5 separate regions of the Gossypium hirsutum genome follow, and all the other regions are linked to region 1. The links are chromatin contacts, called in public Hi-C maps. All regions are on one chromosome and are shown on one strand. The core of a region is the stretch at or near the end of the contact, and the rest is flanking DNA. Distances in the headings are between cores, read along the strand shown.

The links. A called contact is a pair of places that touch in the nucleus more often than the background predicts.
Region 2: a Hi-C map of leaf shows a contact between it and region 1, with 3 times the contacts expected there. The contact joins the promoter of LOC107896461 here to the promoter of LOC107896533 in region 1. A contact is called at or near these places in 12 of 34 Hi-C or Micro-C datasets (callus, hypocotyl, leaf and 1 more).
Region 3: a contact with region 1 is called in a Hi-C map of leaf, with 2.2 times the contacts expected there. The contact joins the promoter of LOC107896489 here to the promoter of LOC107896533 in region 1. A contact is called at or near these places in 6 of 34 Hi-C or Micro-C datasets (callus and leaf).
Region 4: a contact with region 1 is called in a Hi-C map of leaf, with 2.6 times the contacts expected there. The contact joins the promoter of LOC121209887 here to the promoter of LOC107896533 in region 1. A contact is called at or near these places in 3 of 34 Hi-C or Micro-C datasets (all in leaf).
Region 5: a Hi-C map of leaf shows a contact between it and region 1, with 3 times the contacts expected there. The contact joins the promoter of LOC107896896 here to the promoter of LOC107896533 in region 1. A contact is called at or near these places in 4 of 34 Hi-C or Micro-C datasets (all in leaf).

Annotation. Positions count from the first base shown.
Region 1 is chrA11:28,144,779-28,149,695 of Gossypium_hirsutum_v2.1, reverse strand. It overlaps LOC107896533 (NEDD8-conjugating enzyme Ubc12), which reads left to right and starts at 2,083. Exons shown (of 6, transcript XM_016821727.2): 1 at 2,083-2,104; 2 at 2,654-2,767; 3 at 2,999-3,107; 4 at 3,296-3,374; 5 at 3,482-3,598; 6 at 3,679-3,988. The coding sequence starts at 2,659. The coding sequence ends at 3,816. It also overlaps the pseudogene LOC107896524.
Region 2 is chrA11:27,684,476-27,689,392 of Gossypium_hirsutum_v2.1, reverse strand. It overlaps LOC107896461 (serine/threonine/tyrosine-protein kinase HT1), which reads left to right and starts at 2,367. Exons shown (of 9, transcript XM_041081771.1): 1 at 2,367-2,659; 2 at 2,840-2,956; 3 at 3,066-3,305. The coding sequence starts at 2,642. LOC107896472 (WAT1-related protein At1g21890-like) reads left to right here and starts at 3,305. Exons shown (of 2, transcript XM_016821654.2): 1 at 3,305-3,539; 2 at 3,621-4,026. The coding sequence starts at 3,336. The coding sequence ends at 3,968. It overlaps LOC121209884, which reads right to left. Exons shown (of 2, transcript XM_041081772.1): 2 at 4,175-4,575. The coding sequence ends at 4,255.
Region 3 is chrA11:27,742,158-27,747,074 of Gossypium_hirsutum_v2.1, reverse strand. It overlaps LOC107896489 (homeobox-leucine zipper protein ATHB-40), which reads left to right and starts at 1,963. Exons shown (of 3, transcript XM_016821676.2): 1 at 1,963-2,174; 2 at 2,263-2,576; 3 at 3,243-3,654. The coding sequence starts at 2,063. The coding sequence ends at 3,461.
Region 4 is chrA11:28,483,065-28,487,981 of Gossypium_hirsutum_v2.1, reverse strand. LOC121209887 (probable calcium-binding protein CML41) reads right to left here and starts at 2,934. Exons shown (of 1, transcript XM_041081776.1): 1 at 1,827-2,934. The coding sequence starts at 2,650. The coding sequence ends at 2,045.
Region 5 is chrA11:28,466,490-28,471,406 of Gossypium_hirsutum_v2.1, reverse strand. LOC107896896 (probable galacturonosyltransferase-like 1) reads right to left here and starts at 2,459. Exons shown (of 1, transcript XM_041081775.1): 1 at 744-2,459. The coding sequence starts at 2,260. The coding sequence ends at 1,205.

The DNA of each region.
Region 1 (4,917 bases), core at 834-3,333:
AAGTTTTGTATTAAATACATTGGAATCAACTAACCAAATCAATCTACTTTTTTTGTTTTTGAATTATTTGAAGAATAAGAATTTTTTTCCATAAATAGTTCGCAAAGAAGAGTTAAATGAAATTATTAAAAATTGTTAATAAACTATTATTTATTATGTTAATATGTATATTGAAAAAAAAGTATATTAATTTTTTATAGAAAAATATTTAAATTAATTGAGAGAAATCTAAATTATTAAAATTAATTATAATTAGTCATGATCAAATCAAATTAAAATTGATTGAAAGAAATATAAGTATTTAATTTTAGTGATAAATTTTAAAATTATACATAATTTTTGATTTATTGTGCAATTTTGATGTATAAATTTTTGTGTAATCATACATATGAAATTTTGATTGTAATTTAAACGTATACATAAAACATTAATTTTGATTGAATTCTATACATTTAAAAAAATAAATACATTAATTAATTTATTTATTAGATAAAAATAATTATTTGTGTATGCTGTATGTAAAAGTAAAATGTTTCTATATAGATGATTATATCATTAATTTGTGAAAACTGAATAAAAAAATTTTCATGTATAAAACTATGTAAAATAAAAATTTATGTAATATTATATATTTAATCAAAATTCATATATAATTTTGAGATTTATCTTTTAATTCTATTAAAATCAAATAAAAATACTAAATAATATTGTGTATTGACATAACAGTTGTTAAATTATTTTTTTTCACATAACACAAATTTAAGATATTACATGCCAATAACAAGACCGTTCCTATAAGTTTTTTTAGTATTTCTTTTATGCACTTTAATTTTTGAAGTTATTTTATGCATTCTTTATTTCCAAATTTAAGATATTAAATTTTTTTTAATTCTTAGCATTATATGGTTTATAATTTTATTTAAATTGATAAATATTCATATATTGTTTCAAATTAAATGCTAAAATTATGGTCATGGAATAGTCATTGTTTCCATATCATATTGATTTTATATATTTAAGTTAAATAATAATTAAAAATAAATGTAATTTTTTTTAATTTTTAAAAAATAAAAGAAAAACCATTAAAGTTTTTATATATAAATGACATGATTGATTGTATATGGTAATTTATTTCCTAAAATAGTACCCCTCAAGCTATCCTCTCATCCTTTATTTTTTTTCAAGACTTAATTAAAAAATTACCTTCTAAATTATATATGTGTTCACTTAAACCTTTTTTTTTGGTTAAATGTAGCATTTAAACTTAATTACTGTTACTCGATTAACCCTACGTAAACATTATTTGACTTTACCCATTTTTTTAGAATTGAAAGGAAAAAAAAGAAAAAGAAAATCTGAATATTAATATTAAAAAAAAAATTCTCTCCCCGTCCCTCTCTCAGCTCCCTACCACCAGTGGTCTCCCCTCCCCCCTCCTTTTCGTATCAAATTCTTCCCTTGGGCAAAACTTTATATCATGGAATTATTAGTAAACATGGGAAGGAATAGCAAAGGATCCAATCCAATATGGGAATGATGTTTTTCATGGTTTCATCGAGTTCAGGGGGGCTTGCTCTAACTCCCCTGGATATCTCAAGCTAGATTGTGACGCAGCCTTCAACTCTTAGGCTTTTAAAGCGAGCATCGCATAATAATTTATGATTTGATCACAGTGGCAAGTGATCTCCTCCTCGACAATCAAATTAGACAACAAAATTTAAAATGACACTTGGGATTGGATTGGTAAAAATACTTTGTATTCCCACTGATTCGCAATAAATGCAAGTGAATATTAAAAATATAGGTGAAATGTCGTTGAATTTTGAAGCACATTGGTTTGATTACAAATATAAGGCCGCAAAACTGCAGACGCTAGTTTTTCACCAAAGAAAAAAACAAAACAAGTGGGTCCATCCTCCACTCCAGCTTTCGTGTCATTTCCTTTCTCTCTCTTTCCTTTACTTTTCCTTCAGGCATCCATATCCTAAACCCCCTCCTTTTGTCCCTTCTCTTCATCAATTTCCCCTTAGTTTCTGCTTTTTTCTTTAAAACAATAAAGATCCCTTAGTTCCTTCTTTTCTTTCTTCGGCTTTTCCTCCAACAGGTTTGTTACAATATCATAAATCCAACACACTACCTTTTTTTTTCTTTTTTTCTCACTTGCTCTTTTAATCGGCGTTGATTACTTAAGTCTTTTGTTAGATTCATTTTCTCTTTTCTTTAACGATCTCTTCTATTTTTGCAACTAGTTGTATCATGAATTATGATCTGCTAGAATTAATTTCATTTTGAATCTCTTTTTGTTGTTCAAATTCTATTATTGCAAAGATGGGGAAAAAAAGAGGCACTTCTTTTGTTTTTTTAAGTAGTTTTAAATTAGTCTAGTTAAAATAACTTCGGATCAGGTAAATGAGTGGTCTTATTAAAAGAAAATGGATTCTGATCGTCAACAGCTCAAAAGTATGGAAATCGAGTTTGATAATAAAGGCTAGATTTTTCAGTTAGGGTTTGTTAAGAACAAATGTTTTTGTTTTAATGCTTTGGTTTTGAATCTTTAGATTCTGAATGGATATTGCTTTGCTGCGGTAACTGGAATTTGATGTTAAGGCTATGGAAATGAATGGGTTCACTTTAAATTTTAATATATATGTAGGAGTTATGATTCGGCTGTTTAAAGTAAAGGAAAAGCAGAGAGAACTTGCTGAAAATGCAAATGGGGGAGCTCCTACTAAAAAGCAAAGTCCAGGAGAGTTGCGTTTGCACAAAGGTTTGCTTCACATTTATAATGGATTGAGTTGTTTAAATTTCCTTTAGTTCTGTGATAGAGATCCATTATTTTTTATGATTTGGTGCTTTTGGTGTGTTACTGCTAATTTTCTTTAGCTTTACTGATCTATTCAACTATATGTTGTTCTAGCACTGAATCTATTGGCTCAAGCGCATCTGGTGTTTGATCCTAGTGTGATTCTCATGTTTTATTTTGTCTTTCTACGTGTAGATATTTCTGAGCTTAACCTACCCAAATCTTGTGCTATAACATTTCCAAATGGAAAGGATAACCTGATGAATTTTGAGGTTTCAATTCGCCCCGATGAAGGATATTATTTGTAAGGAATTTCTTTCATGCCTCTTATTTTAACACAAGTTTTCTTTTGCTCTCTAGCACAAATTTTTTGGTTAAAGTTTTTGTTTATTGGAGAAGACATGACATGCTTATAAGAGTTTTTTTACGTTCATCTTCTTATATTAATAATGCTATAACAAGTATAAAACTGATTGGCTGCTGCTGTTTCAGCGGTGGCACATTTTTATTCTCCTTTCAAGTTTCTCCCGTCTATCCACATGAGGCACCCAAAGTTAAGTGCAAGACCAAGGTAGACTGGCTTACCTTATTTATATGTTTGTTTTCTAAATTCATGCTGTGGTCTCGCATGCTTTTGGTTATAACCCGGCTTGTATCATGTTGCACTCGAATATCCAGGTCTACCATCCAAATATTGATTTGGAAGGAAATGTTTGCCTTAACATCTTACGTGAAGATTGGAAACCGGTGCTCAATATAAACACTATAATCTATGGTTTATATCATCTTTTCACGGTAATGCCTAATATATTTATAGCCATAATTCAGTGGATTTGCTGCCATCTGATATCTGAATCTTTGAATTTTGTGTGCAGGAACCGAATTATGAGGATCCCCTCAATCATGAAGCTGCTGCAGTGTTGAGGGATAATCCAAAGATGTTTGAATCCAATGTGAGGAGGGCTATGTCTGGCGGGTATGTTGGGCAAACCTTTTTCCCACGGTGTGTCTAGCTTTAGCAAGGTCGCTGAATGCGCAAATGCACACGTCATAAACACTTGAGCTTCTGTGGGTTGTATAATTTACCTGCAAATTGCCCTCTATTGTCTGCTTTGATTTTCTCACTTTTCCTGCAAGACCAACCAGATAAAAATTCCATCAATGTTTCACTCTAGCTTTTCCCAATGCTGTTGTATGATTCTGTGGCATATAATCTCAATTTGGAACTAGGATAGAGTCAATAGACCGAATTTCATGCACTTGCATATTATGTGACATCTTCTCTCTCTCTCTCTCTCTCTCTCTGAAAATGAATACCTCTTTGTTTCTTTCTTTAGCCTGTTTTTGCTTTGAGTACAAGGATTTAGGTGCTTGTTGAACATTGAGCAACAAATCATTCCCATAATTGAAATAATTCCTGAACCAGATTTCATCTTCAGAGCCATCTTTGACATGAATCATTTTTGTATGCATGTACCTTAGGTTACATATTGCATGCTCTTTAGATCTCTTAATTCTGCTTATTAGCTTACAGGATAGAGATATAATTTTAATGTGCCTTTTAAGTTATATCTAAAAGTCCTATAATCAAGGCAGCTGATAGAGAAATGGTTTATAATAAAATCGCAATGGTTCTACAATTACAGGCTGGCAATGTATGACCAGCATAATAATGAATTTCTTGACAAGTTAGTGGAACTTCATGAGCAAGATGTTGCCATAGAAGGTAGTATATGTCTGTGCCTCATAGTGAAAGAAATTGTGAACCAAGTTCTCAGAAAATAACCAAGTATTCGATCAAATCATCTCTTCCTCTTTCAAGCCGCCAATCTAACATTTTCACGGTCTCGCCTGAAGAGTTTGTACAACGGCGTGTAACACAAACAACACAAACCAAATGGAATTGCCATCATTGATAGTAGCCCTCTGGACAAAGCAAATGCCTCGCGTGGAGAACCATTGATCGGATCGATAGATTTTGAATCATAACCAAACATTTTCTCTGATAGGATACCTACCAAGGGAGCTGCGAAAGATGAAAACGATCCTTCAAAAGCACGGTCGAATGCATAGATCATGGTCCTATGTTTAGAAGGGACGACTTCGGCAAACAT
Region 2 (4,917 bases), core at 1,118-3,617, 460 kb after region 1:
GTAAAAACCTAGGCTTTTGATTGTTCATCTTTTCCTATATTGGGTAAATGAATCCAAACGAATTAATAGTTCCGGTTATTTTAATAATAAATTAGTGTAATTGAGTTTTTTTTTTTTTGCATAAGTTAAAATTTTTGTCTATATTCTTTGTACCAACCGTTTCATTCAATTTTAGTTATACTGGTCAAAATATTGTGCACTAGTTCGTATATGAATAATATTAAAAATTATAAAACTTTTAATTTTATATTGTTATAGTTCTAAATAAATTTTTTATCGAAACATTGTGCATCGATTAATGCATAAAAATTTTATTATTTGAAATTTATTTTATATAATTCATTTGATATTTATAAATATTTCTTAAATATCTTTTTTAAAATATTTATAAATTTAAAATAATACATTGAAATAAATTGATATCAATACAAATTAGTTCTAGTAGAAAATGATATCTCCACCAGTTTCGTATTGACTACCTTGATAATAGTGAAAGACTCATTTGTACTAATTAAAATTAATGTAAATGTACACACTTATGTAACCTTTTATGTTTGAGATTCATGTAAAATTAAATTCATATTTTATATTTGATTTTCGTAAATTGTATACCAATAAATATTTGTTTCATGTAAACATTCAACCAATATTTTTTTTTTTGAAATAGAAGATGCATATAATATATATATAAAAAATAAAAGCACAACCAAATAAGTTGAAGCAAGTTACTACAGAATTAACTAACCCAAACCAACAGGCTTCCCCTCTATACCCAAGTTATGGTTCTTCGAACTTACCACAACCATTTGCACACGCATCAAAGGTGAAAGCATTAATCATAAAATGAGGAGGATTAATTAGGGATACCAGCAGGTTGGATGTCTGTAAATTCTGAATTATCTGAATTCGCGTTCGCAGATTATCTAATTTTTAATATCTAAATCTGAATTCAAATTAAATATTATTATCTGTCAAATATTCGATATTCAACTCCGTATTTATTACAAAATATATAGAATTTTTCTTTGTGCAAAATTTGAACATATGGCTTTTAACAACTAAAGCTATACTTTAACCATAAAAGCTAATCCTAAATTTTAATTAAAATTAACACAAACTAATAAATAACATATAAACATCAATGAGATAATTTTTAAAATTAAATAGAATAATTAAATTAAATATAATAATAAATAATAAATTTAAATATGTTTAAAATTTTTATAGAAAAATATATTTAATTTAATATCTTATTTTTTTTAAATGTCATATAGTTTCTCTTAAATTTTATTCTTTTGTATTTGTAAATTAATTGAACAATAAGATGGAGTCATCGAAATTTCTAGATTTGCAATTTTTCCTTTCATTATTTGATCAATTCAATTAGTTAATTTTTTAACAGAAAAATAATATTTATATAATTAAAATAAATATTGTGATATGAGTTTATTTGTAATGTGACATGATTATATTTAGTACATATTATATTATATAAAACAATATACAAAATAATATACAGTTTAAAGACATATAATATATTATTGTTATATAATTAAATAATGAATGTAAAATAATTATTATAACATTATGATATTACAATATGCATTTTTCTATTAATGATATGCAACCTAAACCTCAAAATGTAACTAAGTATAGATAAGGTAGACTCCTCTGTTACATCAATTAGACTCACTCCCACAAAAAAGAAAATTTTTTATTGACCAATCTTAATTTCAAATAAATCACACTTCCTCATGTGACCAATCGGGTAAAATTTGGCACATGACATTGATATTTCCAACCAACATGCCAAATGAAATACCCAAACACACATTCATTTAAACTACCACACATACACGATTTGTGGACCGATCCCACGACCTTAAGGATATGATGAACATCTTTGCCCATTTGACCAAATGCTGGGGATTTAGAAACTACATGAGATTTAAGACAATAAGATGTTAAATAATATATCTTTTTTGATAATTTTTTAAGTATATTTAAATTTATTATATTTATTATTTATTATTTATTATTAATTGAAATATTTAATTTCAAAAAATTATTTTTATTAATATTTATATATTATTGATTAGTTTATGTTAATTTTAATCAAATTTGAAGATTAGTCTTGATGGTTAAAACATAATTTAATTGGAAAAGGTCATGCATTTGAATTTTGTTGGAAATAAAATTTTAAATATTTTATAGGGTAAATTACACCAATAATCACCCAACTTTAGATAGCTAACAAAACAGTCACTCGGGTTTCAATTCAGTCACTCAACTTTCAAAAAATAACAAAATAGTCACTCCATTTTCCGTTACATCTATAACAGAGCTATCGTTTCCGTTATTAACTTAATAGAAATGCCATTTTCCATCCCTCTCCCTCTTCCTCACCATCCCCCTATCACAAACCCCTTTACTTTTTTGCAGACCTCCCTACCATTGCCCTTTCCTTTTCTTCCCACTATTCCTTCTTCACCATTATTCCTATCACCCTCAGCAAAGCTGCTATGTCCAAAGGAATGAGCCACTTTGTCCTTTTCATCTACTCAAATGTTTTGGCTTCTCTCATTCTTCTGTCAGCAGTTTTTTTCTTTACGAGGTTCTCATCTATCTATCAATTAGATCCATGGATGAGCAACTAATGGTATTTATTTCTGTTTTGAGACTTCCTTATATGTAAGAAAAAGCGGCCACCAATTACTTTATCTTTTTTGTACAAAATTTTTTGCTTAATCATTGTTGGGTATGCAATTAAATCTAAATAGAGTTCAATAATTCCTTTATTAGTGAAAAAATTGGGTTATAAAACTGAGTTTTTTTGCAGGATCACTTTGATGCCGAACTGTGTAATCATTGGTATAAGATACAACTTTCCAACCTTTGCTTGTGCTCTTGCCAACTTAATCCCAAATTTCACTTTCTTTCTTGGTGTTATCTTCAGGTTCGTCTCTGCTACTATGCCATTTGTTTTTGTAGTATAAGGCATAATCAGTTGTCTTTGATCTTTGCTAGCTATGTCAGTTTTTTCATTTTTTTTAAAAATTTTATAGGATGGAAAAGCTAGAGTTGAAAAGCCCAAAAAGTCAGATCAAGTGTTGGGCACCTTAGTATCTATTTCTGGAGCACCCATTATAACCCTTTACAAGGGTCATCCAATACTTTCCCCACCAATTGAACCACATTTACATCCATCTCCTTCTACCATGTTAACAACATCTAACAATTGGCTCATAACTGGCCTTTGCATCGCTACTGCCTCTTCGTCACTTTCAGCAAACATCATTGGTCAGGTAATTTAATATGCCATTTCATAATCCACGATGCTTTGGCTACTTCAAACTAATACTTTCCCTACTAAATTTGAAGGCTGTAATTCTATAAAGGTATCCATCAAAGATAACGTTGGTTTCCTTCTATTGCCTCTTTGGGTCCATTCAATCTGCATTGGTTACTTTGATTTTGAAAGAGACCCAAACGCTTGGATGTTGAGTCCTAATATCGAGCTCATTTCTGTGGTCTACTCAGTAAGCAAATTGTAACTCCCCATGTTAGCTTTGTCATTTTGGCAAATCGAAGCTTTGTAACTAAGACCAATTTTGTTTTAGGCTTTATTTGGAAATATGGTAACATTTGGTGTGCAAGCATGGTGCATATGGCGTAAAGGTTCGGTCTTTGTGGCCACATTCAAGCCCTTAAGTATCTTTGTGGCCACGCTTTATATTGTTGCCTTCTTGGGGTTCATTTTCCTTGGGGATGATGGTAAAGAAGGAATTGAGGGAAGAGGGGGAGAAGGCAAGGGTAGGGAGGTCCGCAAAAAAGTAAAGGGGCTTATGATAGAGGGAGGGATGGTGGGGAAGAGGGAAGAGGATGAGAGAGGGATGAAAAATGGCATTTCTGTTAAGTCAATAATGGAAAACGATAGCTCCGTTACAGACGTAACCGAAAATGGTTAGTGGTGACTATTTTGTTATTTTTTGTGAGTTGAGTAACTGTTTTGTCAACTACCCCAAAGTTGAGTGACTGTTGGTATAATGTACCCTATTTTATAATTGGCTACGTAGAGTCGGATATCCATTATCCGAATTGCCATCCCTAAAACTAACCTGATCAGTGTAGTTCACATTAAATAAAATCGCCCTTGTTAAGTCGTGTACCACTGTATTAGCAAATCCACCAATCCAATCGAGGGCAATTAATTTCAATTTCAACTACTACATTATCTAGGCGTAAAGACTTAACTTAGGATAGAGTCTCTTTGATCGACACTGCTTCTGCAATATGAGGAGCATACACCCCTTGAGCAAAACCAATACAAGCCCGTTGGAACACCTTAGTGTCGTCCCTCAACACTGCCCCACTTCGTTGCACACTCACCTTGAAACAACGCCGCATCAACATTACACTTAACCCACCCAAACGACGAGCAGCCATCTTCGCGTCAACATTACACTTAACCCACCGGGCAACTCCAAACCCAATCAAGCCTCCTCCCCAACTAACGAGTATTCTGAAAGTGCTCAAAGGACAATTGCGAACAACCCCAATCTTGCAAAAAAGAGTCTGCAAACAAAACATAAGAGCTTGGCACATCACTCCCTTCTAGACATACAAATTCCGATGGAACCACAACGGCCAAATTATTAAAATTTAAAAGCTATTTGATACCATTTTTGGAAAAAAAAAGTCAAAATATTTTCTTTTATAGAAGTTTTGAATTTTTTTTTTCAAAGTTTTGGAAAATTTTAAAATTTTAAAATCTTGAATTTCTAATTTTTTTCCAATTTAAAGAATTTTTTAGAATTTTTTTAAAGTTTGATTACAATTTTGAATTTTTTTTTATATTTTTCAAAACTTAGGAAATTTTAATATTTTTTTAAATTTAACCAATCATAAATTAACATA
Region 3 (4,917 bases), core at 714-3,213, 400 kb after region 1:
GGGTAGTGACTCGTGTCCTTGTCTCCACTCCAATATTCCCCCAAAGCATCAGTCAAGTGAACTAACCATGAGACGTAAATAAGTGTGCAAGTTTTGTTATCATCAAAACCACATGAAAAACTAATTAAATCCAAAGGGTGATTAACAATCTAAGTGAATCATAATTTCAGCCGAAAATTGGACCTAAACATAATATATATAAATAGTTAAATTGTGGGGTTTAAGTAAATTATAATTTTGTCACATCAATTTAACACTTTATCAATGGATTTCATTTTTCAATTACAAAATTGTGGATATCAGAAAAAAAAATGTTATGTTGTTTTAAGCAGCTCTTCCACCTCATTTACTTTGTTTTTTAGTTATAAAATCATAACCCAATCCCCTATTCTTTTGGCTTAAAATCCAATAGTGGAAAAGTTTATCTTAAGAGTGAAATGATGGAAATGTAGGAAACATTATCCAATCAAAAATTAGAAACTCTAATTTTTAATAAAATCAAGACGTCAACAATGACGACATATCCTCTCTTCTACTTCTGACCTTAAGAGATTTCTCCAACAACCTTAATATTCTTTCAAAAAGAAAAGATTGCTTCCCCGATGCATCTGTAATAATAATAATTCTTAATTCCCTTGAAAAAAAATGATAATACTTAATGAAAGTACTAACTAATCCCAAATTTTCATAACTTTTCTTTATGTTTTTCATTCGTCTCTCGAGCCACGATTGAGATATGGTTAAAAGTAGTCATGGGGTATTGGCTCATAGTTATAACCATTTTACAGACACATGGAAATAAGTGAAAATACCTCCCAATTGGACAACAATGGCTGACTAGAATGCCCAGATCCAGAGGCCAAACCTAATTTACCAACTTTGTTTATGGACTTCAATAGTGGCCAGCTTTGGGATCCCCAAACCCCTTTTAATTAACTTGCAAAATTATGTATTACTTGCTTGCTTACCACCATCACCCCTTATCACTTAATTTGGAAAGCCTACCAATCCTAGTTTTGTCTAAGGAGATCACAATTAAGAGAATGATTTATTTTAGGTTTTAAGTTAAAATCAGGATAATTATTTCTTTTACAGCTTTAAAAAAAAAATATCATCCTTATCTCATGCACAGAACTTACATGAAAGAATATCATAGAGGTGTGTTTGATAAATTATAAAAAAATTTCAACATTTAATATTTTAAATTTATTTAGTAATTATTTTAATTTTTACTTAATATAAAATTTTAACCAAAAAGTATTGAATAAGGTAAGAAGATATATAGCTACTTATTACTTGAGGTAGAAAATATTAAATTGATTTTATTTTATTAAAAATTGAAATAAATTATTAGTTTTTAAATAAGATATTTAAATTGTCGTATTTATTTTCATTTAAAATTATCTAAAATAATATAAAATATTATATTAATAAGATTAAAATTAAAAATAAATAATTTTTTAAAAATCAATATTTACTTTTATCAAACAATATAATTATAGTCCGTATTTATATTTACTAATTTTTTAAATAATTTTTTGATATAAATTCAATACTTATAAAATTTAACAATAAAAATTTAATACATAATTTTTTCACATTTAAAATTTTCAATTAATCAATCACATCCTAAAACTTTAACCAAACCATGTATTATATAGTGAAAAAAAAACGATGAACTTTTGAAATTTAGGGTTTTGTTGTCTAACTTTATCCACTTGTTGGACGTGGGGATGGCAAATTTGGTTGACAGAATTTTCCAAACTAGTTCAATGATACAGTTTAGATGTGACAGTATTTCTTATTGTCTCAAACTAGTGTACCAAATTGTAATACTATAATGGTATTGTTGTTATTCATAAGAACGTGATGTCCAATATTGGAAACAAAGGTCTTATGGTAAACAAACAACTGCTAACTAGTCCTACTCTTAACCCTATAAATAAACCACATCACTTCCTTAACTCATCCATTACTTCTCTCAGGGATCACCCGTTTCTCAATTTAAGTGAAAGCCAGAGGAAAAAAAAAACACACCCGAAAAGCTAGAAAGAAAGAGAAAATGAGCCAAGATTATGAAATGATGACAAGCCAAATGAATGAACATGAAGATCATATTGCTCTTATCTCCCAAATCTACCCTGGATTTTACACCCAAATTGCAACACACCAAGGTACTGATCAATGTGGCATGGACTTAAAACCACAAACATATTTATTCTTGCATTGTTTTATAATTAAGCCAGGCTTTTGGTTGAGCAGGGGAACCGAAGCCTCGACGGCGGCGGAAGAAGAACAAGGGAGGGGAGAACAGCCAGTGTGCGGTGGCTAAAAAAAGGAAGCTTAACCAGGAACAAGTCACTCTCCTTGAACTTAATTTTGGTAACGAACATAAACTAGAGTCAGAAAGGAAAGATCGGATTGCTTCAGAGCTGGGACTTGACCCTCGTCAGGTTGCTGTTTGGTTCCAAAATCGTAGAGCTCGTTGGAAGAACAAGAAGCTGGAGGAAGAGTATAGCACGCTCAAGTCTCTTCACGAAACTGTTGTTCTCGACAAATGCCGACTTGAATCCGAGGTATGTAAATATACATATATCTTTTATTTCCCAAATGAAAATCATTTTAACTTGCAAAAAAAGAAAAAATCCGGTTTTAATCACACTTGTAAGTTTATTTGGATGTTTAAATGCAAACCCTTTGTTTTTCTTATATTTTAGACATAATTCCTTGTGGTTTCTTAGAACCAAACAGGAAAAAATATGTATGTTTTCAGAGATTAAATAATTAAAAAAATAATTCAAACTTGAGGAGGCGTTTGTTGGAAGGAAATGAAACTAATTAAGGAAGTAGCAGCGTCTTTGATCTTTATCTTTTTGATAAAAAAAGATACGGTGACCCACCAATATCAGAACATGCACGAGCTCAGGGCTCGAAGAAAGCCATGTCATGTACTTATGTTGTTGGGTTTAAGCTATTAAAAATATCAGTTAATGAGATCATAAGTTTATGTTCAATTAAAAGAAAGTGGGAAACGATATTCTTGGACAAAAAAAGTGGGATAACATTGACAAGGAACAACAAACAGCCACCTCATTGCACAACAAAAAGTAGTTGAAAATGTTTTCCAATGAAAAACAGAGGGTCCACTTCCATACACCATACTGTCTTGTGGCAGGGGTTGGGCTTAGCCGAAGCCCACTTTTACATTCAATTTAAATTTGTTTCTTTGGTTACAATTATAGGTGGTAAAGCTTAAGGAGCAACTTAGCGAGGCGGAGAAGGAAATCCTGCAACTAACGGAACGAGTAGATGGGGTTTCCAGCAAAAGTACAAGCTCATCTGTACTGTCAATGGAAGCCATTGATCCAGTTTTCCATGGGGAATTTGGATATGAAGATGTTTTCTATATTGGAGAAAACAATTATGTTCTTGGCATGGAGTGGATGAATCTTTTTATGTAATTATCATATCACTAGTTAGCGTGTGTAGATATGGATAATTAAGACCTCCAAATCCATTGTAATTAATCCTTAATTTCTTTTCTTAACTACTGTTATGTTATATAAAGTGTTGTAATGTTAACTTAGATTCATATTAATTTAGAAATCTTTTTTTAACTACTATTATCGAATAAAAACACTTTTTTTTACAGCATACTGTATTTGACATTTAGATAACTTTATAGAAATTTTTTTTTTTTAAATTTCAAACCTACATTTTAATTTTTGGCTTTTCAAGTTTCATGGTAAAATTATCGAAACACCTCCTTTTATTCTTTCATCCTCCCCAACAGTATTTTCCTCTTTAGCTTTAATGTATCATTATATATATATATTTTTTTTAAAATTTATAATTTAAATTAATTTATACCTCATATTTAAAATAAACATTTTAACCTTTCACTCTAGTTTTTTATAACAATAATTAACAAATAACACTTTTCCACAATACTTTTGAAAATTATTTTCTTTAGCTGAAGGGAATTATTTTTTTTTATTTAAGGGTTGAGGAGAAACTATAAATAATTTTTAAGCATTGTATTAAAGATAAAATATGATAAAAAAATTTAAAATTAATGTTAAAAAATTACTTTCTTTAAAAACATTTTTCAGCCATAATAGTAGTAAAGTATTACGCATTTATGTTTATAATCAAACTCTCAAATGGGGTCATAATCTCTACTGTCTTTTTAGTAGAGATTGAAAGAAAATTGAATTAATAATTTTCTGAACAATAACTTTTCTTAGGTTTTGTTTAACAATTCATTAAAAAAAATTAAATCAACTAAAAAAATTTCAGTTAATTTAATTTTTTAACTACGTTTTATAAACCATAATAAAAGAACAATTTATAGAATTTTTCAATGGAAATGTGTAAAACTACTTCTTACTCAATGTACATTTTTTTCAGTTCTTTTTATTTTATTTTATTTCTTTTAATTTTATTTTTTAAATTACTTTTAAAATTTAAAAATTACATTAATTAACCAGTCTAATCATATTCGGTACTTAATTTCATGAAATATACTAAATATATTTTATAACTTAAATTCAACACTTAATTTTTTTAATTTATCAAACAACACCCTATGTAATATATATGTAAATAATGAAAATTTTAGATTTCACAAATCAATTAAGAATGATTACATGCTCTTTAATAATAATAATAGTAGTAATAATAATAATAAAATATAACACTAGATTTTAACTATAAATCACCAATCTGTCCTATAAAAACCAAGAGAAAGAGAAAATTAGGATAAGAGTATTTAGAAGTGAAAATTTTCATGGATAATAATACCAATACATTCCATTTGTCTATAGGTGGCAAAAGTAAATCCATTTGACTATGAATCCATTATAAATTAGTAGCTGTGTTTAGGTAAAGCAAAAAGTGAAAATGCTTTATAGCAAT
Region 4 (4,917 bases), core at 1,685-4,184, 340 kb before region 1:
TATTTTACATTTAAGTCAATCATTCTATTAATTATGATTTTTTTTGTTTTAATGTAAAAATCTAGAATTACTAATAATCCCTCATCAACCCTTAAATTAGAAGATAAATGTTTTTAGCATATTCGAACTCGTATTCTCCTTGCACCGACAACAATACTAATAACAACTAAACTAAGACTCAGTCAACAATTATAACTTATTTTATAATTTATAAAAGTTATGTTTACATGCATTTAATATCTAGCTTATAACTTGTATATTCAAATTAAATTTTACTGGTGATATATGTTAAGTGCTCACAAAATACTTAAAAGATTGATATTTTTATATATTAATTAATTTTTTTATACATTAATAATATTTAAATTAAATTAAATATTTTAACTTTTTCACAATATTTTTATTTTAAAAAATACTAAATACCTCAGATCTTAAATGACATTAATTAAAGCAATTTTCAAAAGTAATTTGTGAGTAGCAACGCTAAAAGTGGATTGCCAAAGTTTGAGGGCTTTGGAGCAGCACTTAATGCCTCACGGGTCGTCCATGAGTCTGCCCCAACTACTCAATTATTTTTGACATAGATGGATTTGGCAAAATGCTTGCTTCCTCTCAACAAGCTTCTCAAGTTTTCTTTCTTCACGTTAAAGCTACTACTACTCTGCCCTGGACTTGCGCTTTTTTTTTCTTTTTTTTTTATTGCTTTAGCTTTAAGGATTTGTTCGATAGAGTATAAAAATTTTAAAAGGATAAAAATTGAAAAATTAAAATATATATAGAAAGATGAAAATTATAATTTTTTCCTATAGAAAATTTGATAAAAATAATTTTTTATTTATTAATTGATAGAGTTAAAAAATAAAAAGAGAATCAAACTTTTTAAAAATACATACTTTTAGTCTCTTTTTTTTTCTTCTCTTATTATTTTAATTGGAAAATACTTGTTTTTATGCATTATGATTAAAAAAAGCATATATCTTGTTTTCTTTTCTCATTTTTCTTTCTCACCAAATATTATTAGAATTTTATCTTCTTCTTTTTTTTCATTTTTTCACTCTCTCCTTTCATCTTTTCATGTTATCACTCAACCAAATACATCTATTGAAGGGTTTTACCATATAGGCATGACGAGGCTCTCAGAAGTGCAAGTTTACAACTTTGGAACGGCATCACCTTAAGATCAAGATCAATATTTTCTACTAAACCCAAAATGTTGCGTTTCTTATTTCTCAAACTTCTCAACATAAAATATAAGGAGAAAGTTTGGTTATTAGTGTAATGCATAAGGAAAAATTTTATTTAACACATGTTCTAAAATAGTTAGACATAAAATAAAAAATAATTAATATAAATTTAAACATATAACTAGAAATATGAGAAAAATCTTTTGTATAAAATAAGACCTCTTCGAAATAAATAAAAAGTCTTCCTTCTTTTTTCCACAAACAAGTCATACGTGTGACTAAATCAAAGGCGGACTGTCATCTCCCCTAAAATTTTAGGAAATCTTCATTTCTCCCTTGAAATTTTTAAAAATTCTTATTATAATTTTTTTTTGAAAATTTTAATTAAGCTATATTAAATATTTTTTGAAAATTCTCATTAATCTCACAAAAATTTTAATTAGACCCTCAATTTTTTTAAAAATATCTCATTAGCTTCTAAAAGTTTCGAAAATTTTACTAGGTCTCTAAATATATTATTAGACTAAATATTACCAATCATGAAAATATATGTAAAAATAATATAGCAATAATATATCGGTGGTTAAATACTTAATAACTGTTACATAAACTACATATAGAAAGATAATGATCAATCCCTCATTTTCTTTAAAAAGCTTATTTCATGATGCATCATTTATTATAATCATCACACGTGTAACTGGACGTGTTTTATAAACAAAGAGGAAAAGATTTGAGCCTTGATTATCAAAACTAAGAATTCGAAGATCTACGAGTACATGATTATGTGAAGTGGTAAAACTCCTGTATAGCTAAATACTAATAATATTGTTTAGTTAAAAATAGAAGGAACAATGGAATTAAGCCATCATTTGATGGAACTCATGAAAATCAAGCACCCCATTACCATCGATATCATATACCCGAATCATGGCAACGCATTCATCATATGATTTTGCATCCCCAAGTCGATTCAACATCCTTTGCAGCCCTTTGGGTGTTATGCACCCCGAACCTTTCTCCAGTTCAAACATCTCAAACGCTTTCTTCAGATCATCATAATCATCTCCCTCATCATCCTTGCTGGGTTCTCTTTTCATTAGCTTCAAGAAATCCTGATAGTCCAGCATGCTATCCCCGTCCGAGTCAAGATCGTTGATCACCCCTTGAGCATCTTCATGTGACATGTACTCCCCGATGGACCCAAAGTACGCCCTAAGTTCAAGAGCAGAGATTTTGCCATCACCATCCCCGTCGAAATAGCCAAAGACTTGCTTCATCTCGTCTTCTTCAGGCCTTTTGGTTCTCATATTAGGAATTGTGCGAGGAGATATTGGTGTTGATGATGGTCCAGGAGAAGAGCTTAAGGATGTTGATCTAGACTTTGATCCACGACGTTGAAGGCTTAACCTAAGGCTCTTGTTAGAGAACCATTTGGAAGCCTTGGAAACTTTAGCAGTTGCCATAATATATTGACCGTGGAAACCCTAATTTAGGCTCCAAAGTGAAGTTAACAAAGATTCAACAGCTTAAATAAAGAAGAGAAAAGCCATCTAAGTCTTTCTTTTTTAGTTAATGATAGATTTGCTTTAGAGAAATTTCAGAGAAGGCTAGAAGATGAAGTATATTGACATAAAGGAAAGTGCATGGCAACTTCCTAGATGACCTAACCTACAATTTATTGACCGTTGCCCAACTCTCTTTAAAATGGTGTGTAGTGCGTTACCTAATTTGTTCGATTAAGATTTCTGTTTACACTTACGTCTATACTTCTATCTATATCTATTTATTGATATACACACTAATCAGGCATCACTTTCATTAAAAAATTACTAAAATAATTGTTTATATTATAAAATAAATTTAATTTTATCATTTCAATTAAAGTATAATTTAATTTTTATACAGTAAACACATATCCTATGTATACCATATATATTTGTTTTCTTTAAAATAATCTATTTCCGCCTATTTAATTAATTTTTATTTAATAAATTGTACCATGAATAAATAAAAATACATCTGAATATTTGATTCCACGATTAATGTATACATATTTGCTTATGCAATGAAAGTGAAGTTTAATTTTTTTATATATCTATCTTTTTTTCTTATGATAATCCATAATTCATAATTGCATGTATCTATTGATCACTTTTTATTGCATATTGCTATACATTTTTTTCAAAAATATATATTCTTTTCATTTAGAAAGAAAGTAAAAAAGAAGAGAACATATAATAAAATACTTTTAAAAGAAAATATTTTTTACTTCAAATTAGAAAATAAACAATGTTTTTAGCTTTTGAATTTGGGAAAAATACTTTTAGAGCCATAAATATTGCTAAACACATAATTATTGCAATCAAAATTGTTTTTGATCCCAAACTCTAAACCACATTTGTTTAACTTTTGAATTTGAAAAAAAAAATACTTTTAGAGAAAAATGATATTTTTTACCCATTTTATAATTTAATATATTTTTTGTAATATTTAAATTACATATACAATTATTTTTCATATTCAAATTTATCTTAAACATATAACATTTTATATTTAAAATTTTAATGATTATTTTTTAATATTTAAAATATAATTTATATATTCAAATTAAATTTTACAAATAATTAATGTTAGTTATCAAAAGAAGAAACAATAAATTAATTTTTTATTGTTATTCAAATATAATGAATATAAACATTTTGTAACATCATTTTATATTTCAAAAACAATATTACACCAGCTCTAAGTAGAAGCAGAATAAAAGGGTGCTTTCGATTAGTTAGTCAAAACTTGGACCCAATTCTGCGGCATTTACACCGTCCCAAAAGATCAACAACGTAGCGGACCACCCACTACAGACAAAATGGGTTTTAAAGATCAACCTTTCACATTTGCTGTTGTGTTTTTGCATTAAATTGGATAATCCCCACGGCCTTTTATTTGGTTAAAATATATCATAAATTTATATATTCTTTGTAAATTTAAATTTTACACAGTAGAATTTTAATTTTTGGAATTTTTTTATTTTTTAGATTTTAAAATTCAAGTTTAATTGTTAATACTATTAAATTTAAGTTTGTTAGGATAGTTACCACCATCGGTCCAAAACCAATTTGTCGGCCCAAACCGATAAGGTCGCAGACTGAGCTCACACGATGGGATTGCAGACTGAACTCGCAGGCAAAGTTCCCTCGTCAAGCCTACTCCTTTGTGAAGTTATATGTGTATGAGAACGTGTAACAAATGTTAAATCTAGAGTAAGGCACATGTCTATATGCATGGAGCCTACTTAGTATATCATCTCAATGAACAGTACCCATATCATATAAATAGGCAAACACCACTAGGAAAAGAAGATAGAGAGACAAATACCTCAACAATGGGTGCGGTAAGCATGGAGAATTTCTTATCTTCAAAACTTCAGTTTGCTGAAAATCGAAATGGCTCATCTCAATGAGAGTTTTCCCATCAATTTTTTTGCAGGACAACTTCGAGTCTCTAGTGCCAGTAATCAATCTAGTGAAATGAACTTATTTTCTAGTTGGTTTATTAACCAACCAGAAAATTTAGGTAATTCGGCTCATGCAAGAGCCTCAAATTCTTTAGACTTGAACATCCTCTCTGGTCAAGTATTGCCATTTCCCTTTGACCAGGAGGTATCCCTATAATGAGTAGTTGAGGTTGGTCAGGGAGAAAATGGCTCTGTAAAATGCTAAATTTGAGCACCAAA
Region 5 (4,917 bases), core at 1,210-3,709, 320 kb before region 1:
TGTTCTAAAGACTTATAACAATACAAAGAATTTATCACTCCACCGAATTATCATTTTTAAAATTTATTTAATATTAATGTTTGTTGATTTAACTTTAGTTCAGTTGATACTGTTATATTTATTTAGATCTAATTAGATTTATCGGTCAAATCAGTTAGATTGAAAATTGGTTGAGGTATTGATTTGAAGAAAAGTTTTAGACAAATTGAACGACAAACTAATATAAATTGGTTGAACTAGGCTAAAAACCTAATTGAATTGATACATATTAGTCTAGTGAATTTTAAATAATTTATTTAATTGAATTGTTCGGACCAGCAAATCCACCAAGATATTGGTCCAAAGAAAGATTTTAGACCAATTGAACCGCGATTGATTAAACTATGCTAAAAACCTAATTGAATAGATAGATATGATCGTGAAAACCTGAAGCAATTTTACCATTGGAGTAGCTAGATTTAATATTTTTTTATATTATAAGTAGAAATAGAGATTATTTAAAAAAAAATAAAGAAAATGTAATTAAATGGGAAAAGTAAAGCTAGCTGGTCCATCAAATATCAATCTCAAGAATTTAGTCAAAGTATGAAAGGTACATGTCCAGCTTTGGCAGGACAGTAACAACCCCCAAAAGTAAAGGAGAGAAATTAGAAAATAAAGAACCATAAATAATAAAAGTTTGAATAGTAAATTATTTGTACCCATTACTATGTATCCCATGATAAAGCTTCCTCTTCAAATTTAGAAACTGCAAGAATTATTTAGGTAGTAGACAAACTGGGCACTGTTAGAAAATGGAAACCAATTACTGAACATGTATATTGTCTTCAACAACCTCATGATTTTAACAATCAAGCAGCAATTGAAATTAAAAAGAGAAGATGAACATAAAATTTGAAATCAATTTGTTCTTCTTGATCTATAGCTTTAGTTGTTATATATACTGTTTTCAATTACATAGATGGAAAAGAAAACAAAAAGTAGATTGTAGTAAGATTGTTAAAGCTCTGTTGTATAGTCTATGAACATTGAAAACCTCCCCCCCCTCCCCCCCAACATTTGCCACCATCTGCAAGAGAGAAACATCTTAATTTTACACTCAAATCTATGTTGTGTGTATGTTCTATGGCCTCATCCAACTAAAAATCTCAGGCCTAGATATGAAAACATAATCATATATAAAAATAATTAAGATACCAAAATTTTAGGACTCCAAGGCAAATGGTGTTTGCAGCAGATCATACGGAGCCCATAAAGCATCCAAAGGACAAGGTCTGTTTGCATCTAATCTCACCCATGGCTTCCCTTTCCCACTCCAATGCAGTAAGCTAACTGGACCAGGATGCAAATTTCTACACAATCCTCTATAGTTATCTCCTCCGAGGCCATGTTGGTTCCACCGGTGATCAACAGGAGCTATATTCCCTGCAAAGACAAGCAAAAACGGTGGCAAGGACCCTAACTCATAGATCCTTATTCTCTTTTGAAGCTCCATCCATTCTATAATCTTGGTAGTGTAATCTCCTTGTCGCCATCTTTGCAAATCTATCACCATTACCCCAGTGTTGAAATAACAGGCTTTGCGTCCGGCAAATGTTAGAGATAACGTTGGGTTTGACCAGAAGGTTGGGGTGAAGTAGGAAGTGAAGTTGGCGTTGCAATACTCCGGTGCAGCTAAAACCGAGCGGTCTCCGAGCGGCGTCGCGGCGAGTTTAGCAATGTCGTCGACGAGGACGAGGTCGGAGTCTAAGTAAACGACTCGGCTGAGACACGGTGGGAGGAGGTTGGCGAGGTAGTTGCGGGCATAGTTGAGAGGGCAGTCAAGCGCTGAGCGGATGGAGGTGGAAATGAGTCCTGACACCTTGGAGGAGTCGTATGGGTAGATTTGGAACTTGAGGGAAGGGAAAGAGCGGGAGATTGTGAGGCGGAGGTGGTGGTGGTTGGCGGTGGCGGAGGGGATGAAGTGGAAGCGGATGTTTTGAGGGCAAGAAGAGTGCTGGAGGGCGGAGAGAATGGCAGCCATTGACCCACGTAAGTAGGCAGCGTCTAGGGTCATTGCAACATGGACAGCTTGGTGGGAGCACATTTCATTGGTGTCCAAGGAAGGGCAAGCGGGAGAGTTGTAAAACTGTGGAGCTTCTTTGAATCTTTGATAATTAGTGGTAGTGGCGGAGGCAGGGGCAGAATTGGTGGCAGTGATGAGGAGGAAGAGGAGGAGAAGAAGGTGGTGTCGGTGGAGGTGATCATGTGGTTTAGGCATTTTGTTGGAGGGAATCCAAGAGGATATTGGAAATTAAGAAAGGGCTATAAAGTGTTTAGACTACGTTTATTAACCTTTTAAGAGTGGGGGCGGGGACGGATCCTTGGTTCCCACGGTGCCAAAAAAGGGGTGATGCAGCCACCCAAAGTAAAGGTTTTTGAAACAATTCAAACTCTCAAGTCTTCGGCTTCACATTTGCTTGTTGCAAAATTTTTTCCCTTTTTATAAAGAAAAAGATCGCATATTGAAAATGAAGCAACATATATTTAAATTTTAAATCTTAAAAATAATCATATGAATCTATTAAATTAATTAAAACCATATATTTACCTTCTTCTTTAATGCTCCTTGTATTGATTGACATAATTACAAAAATTGCAGTCAAGTCAGTTGGTGATTTATATGGTAGTAGGGTTTAATGAGTACAAATATGGTAGCAAATCAAGTCATTACGATATAGTTTCCGTTTTATGGTAAAATATGGAATGTCTTTCATTCAAGATTTCCTAATTAAACATGGTAAGGTTGGGAAAGAAAATACGTTAAAACTAGCTTTTTTACTGTATCTAGAACCCATAATGTCAACATTCTTTCTCCAATTTTCTTGGTTTTCATTCCTTTTCACCATATAAAAAAAAATAGACAAAAAGGGCAGATTGTAGTTAACTTGAATTTACAACGACGTATTATCAACGATCTAGTTGAGCCATCCGCGTCTAGAGAAAGCCCTAGCACAAGAGTTTTTGCCTTCAATCTAAGGATTTGCATGTTCAGCGTAACAAAAAAACAAAATATTAAAAAAAAAATAGTATTATTTTATTCTTTTGGTCTCTAATTTGATCCACATATTCCGTGAAAAATTAAATGCAGAAGCTTACCGGTGTCCTAAAGTTATTATCAAGGCAACGTCGTCCAGTCCAGGTGGCTGCAATATGTGGGTCCATAGAGTGCCACCTAAGCAAGTCATAGGTAATTATTAAAGACAAAACGGAAGTTCACTTTTGTTAGGAGATAGGGACATAGAAACCAAGAAATTGGTGGGAAATGCTTCTCTTAACTAAACATTTTGCCTTCCCTCTCACTCTCGCCTTATCTAACTTCTTCTTGTGTTCTGTCACGAGTATGTGACCTAACATGGGCTCCGACTTCCCATAATTACTAAAACCGTCCACTTCTATTTTATTCTTTTTTGAAAATTACATGCCCATATTCACCATGTTCCATAATAATATCTCCCTTTTTCCTGTATCATATAATATAATGTTATGAAAGCCATCGTTTGTCATATTCGCAAGAATCCAATAAGCCTTTCCAAGTGTTGATTATTATTTCATACATCTTTGATATTTTAAAGTATTATTGCAATTTAGAGAAAAAATGAGTTACACAAAACTTGTAACTTGATTTTCTTGGCCAACATAAAGCTTCTTACCTAATTGGCCTTAATTTATATTATATGCTTACAAGATTAATATGAAAAGGTAGGTAACACAATATATGGGCTAGCTACTTTCGAATTCCATTGTACTCAAATGAGTTAGTTGCCGTTAGTTATTAACACAAAGGATGTGAGTGGGACATGCATGGTTCCCTCTTTCATTAATAGAGTTTACACGAAGCAATTAATAAATTAATAAATAAATAAATAAACCGAAGGCAAAGCTTTGCATGTGCTACACATGACAAACCCCCTATTTCTCTCCACACGATGACCCCAGCCTTCTTAATTAAACACCCCTCTTCTTTATTCTTTGATTAGAACCCCTTCGAATTTCTTCTCTGGATCTTTGATATAAAAAGGAAAAAAAAAAAGTTGAACCTCATGCAATCATGCTACCCTTTTCAACCGACACTGACAACCTTCTGCTGTCGGCACTGCCATCTCTCACCCCTTTATTTTGAAAATTAAGTTTCGAATCTTACTTTTTTTTCTTTAAAATAAATAAAGAAATTACGACTGAATCGTTGAATATGGAATCAAACGTTTCGACCTAAGCCACACGGTTTACCCCCAGAATGTGAAGATGATAGTTGAAAAAGAAAAAAAAGGAGTAAAAGGGGTCAGCTTCAAGCGGCAATCCCCATAGTTTCACTCACTCTCAGCTCTCAAACTGAGATTTGTCTTCGTAAAGTGAGGTTTCGTATAATATTTTCATATATTTTACCGGCACATAATTTGTATTTAAATAATATTAACGAGTGCCAATACGCAGGTTTCTATCTACAAAGTTCAAGCCCTACATTTTTAAATACTTTTTTCAACCTTTTTGTTTTCTCTATTTTGACTTTTCTAGCTAGTTAATATCATAAACTTCAGTATTTTTGTCTCATTTGATTATATTTTTAAATTTTAACTACTTGAGATCATGTTAAATATTCTCCTTTCATAGGTGGAACTTCAACCGTCCCTCCCCCCTCTCTATATAGACACAATCATAAATAAAATAAAATAAAAATAAATTACATATATAATCATTCAACTATAAAAAAAATTTTATTTTAAATACTCAAAAAAAAATTACAATTTAAGTATTCACGTTACATAGTTTGATCATTTTGATCACTCCTGTTAAAATCACAAACGTCAAGTTAATATGATAGTTAAAAAATTAGTACAATAACACATTTAACCCTTAACATTTACATATTATATCAAT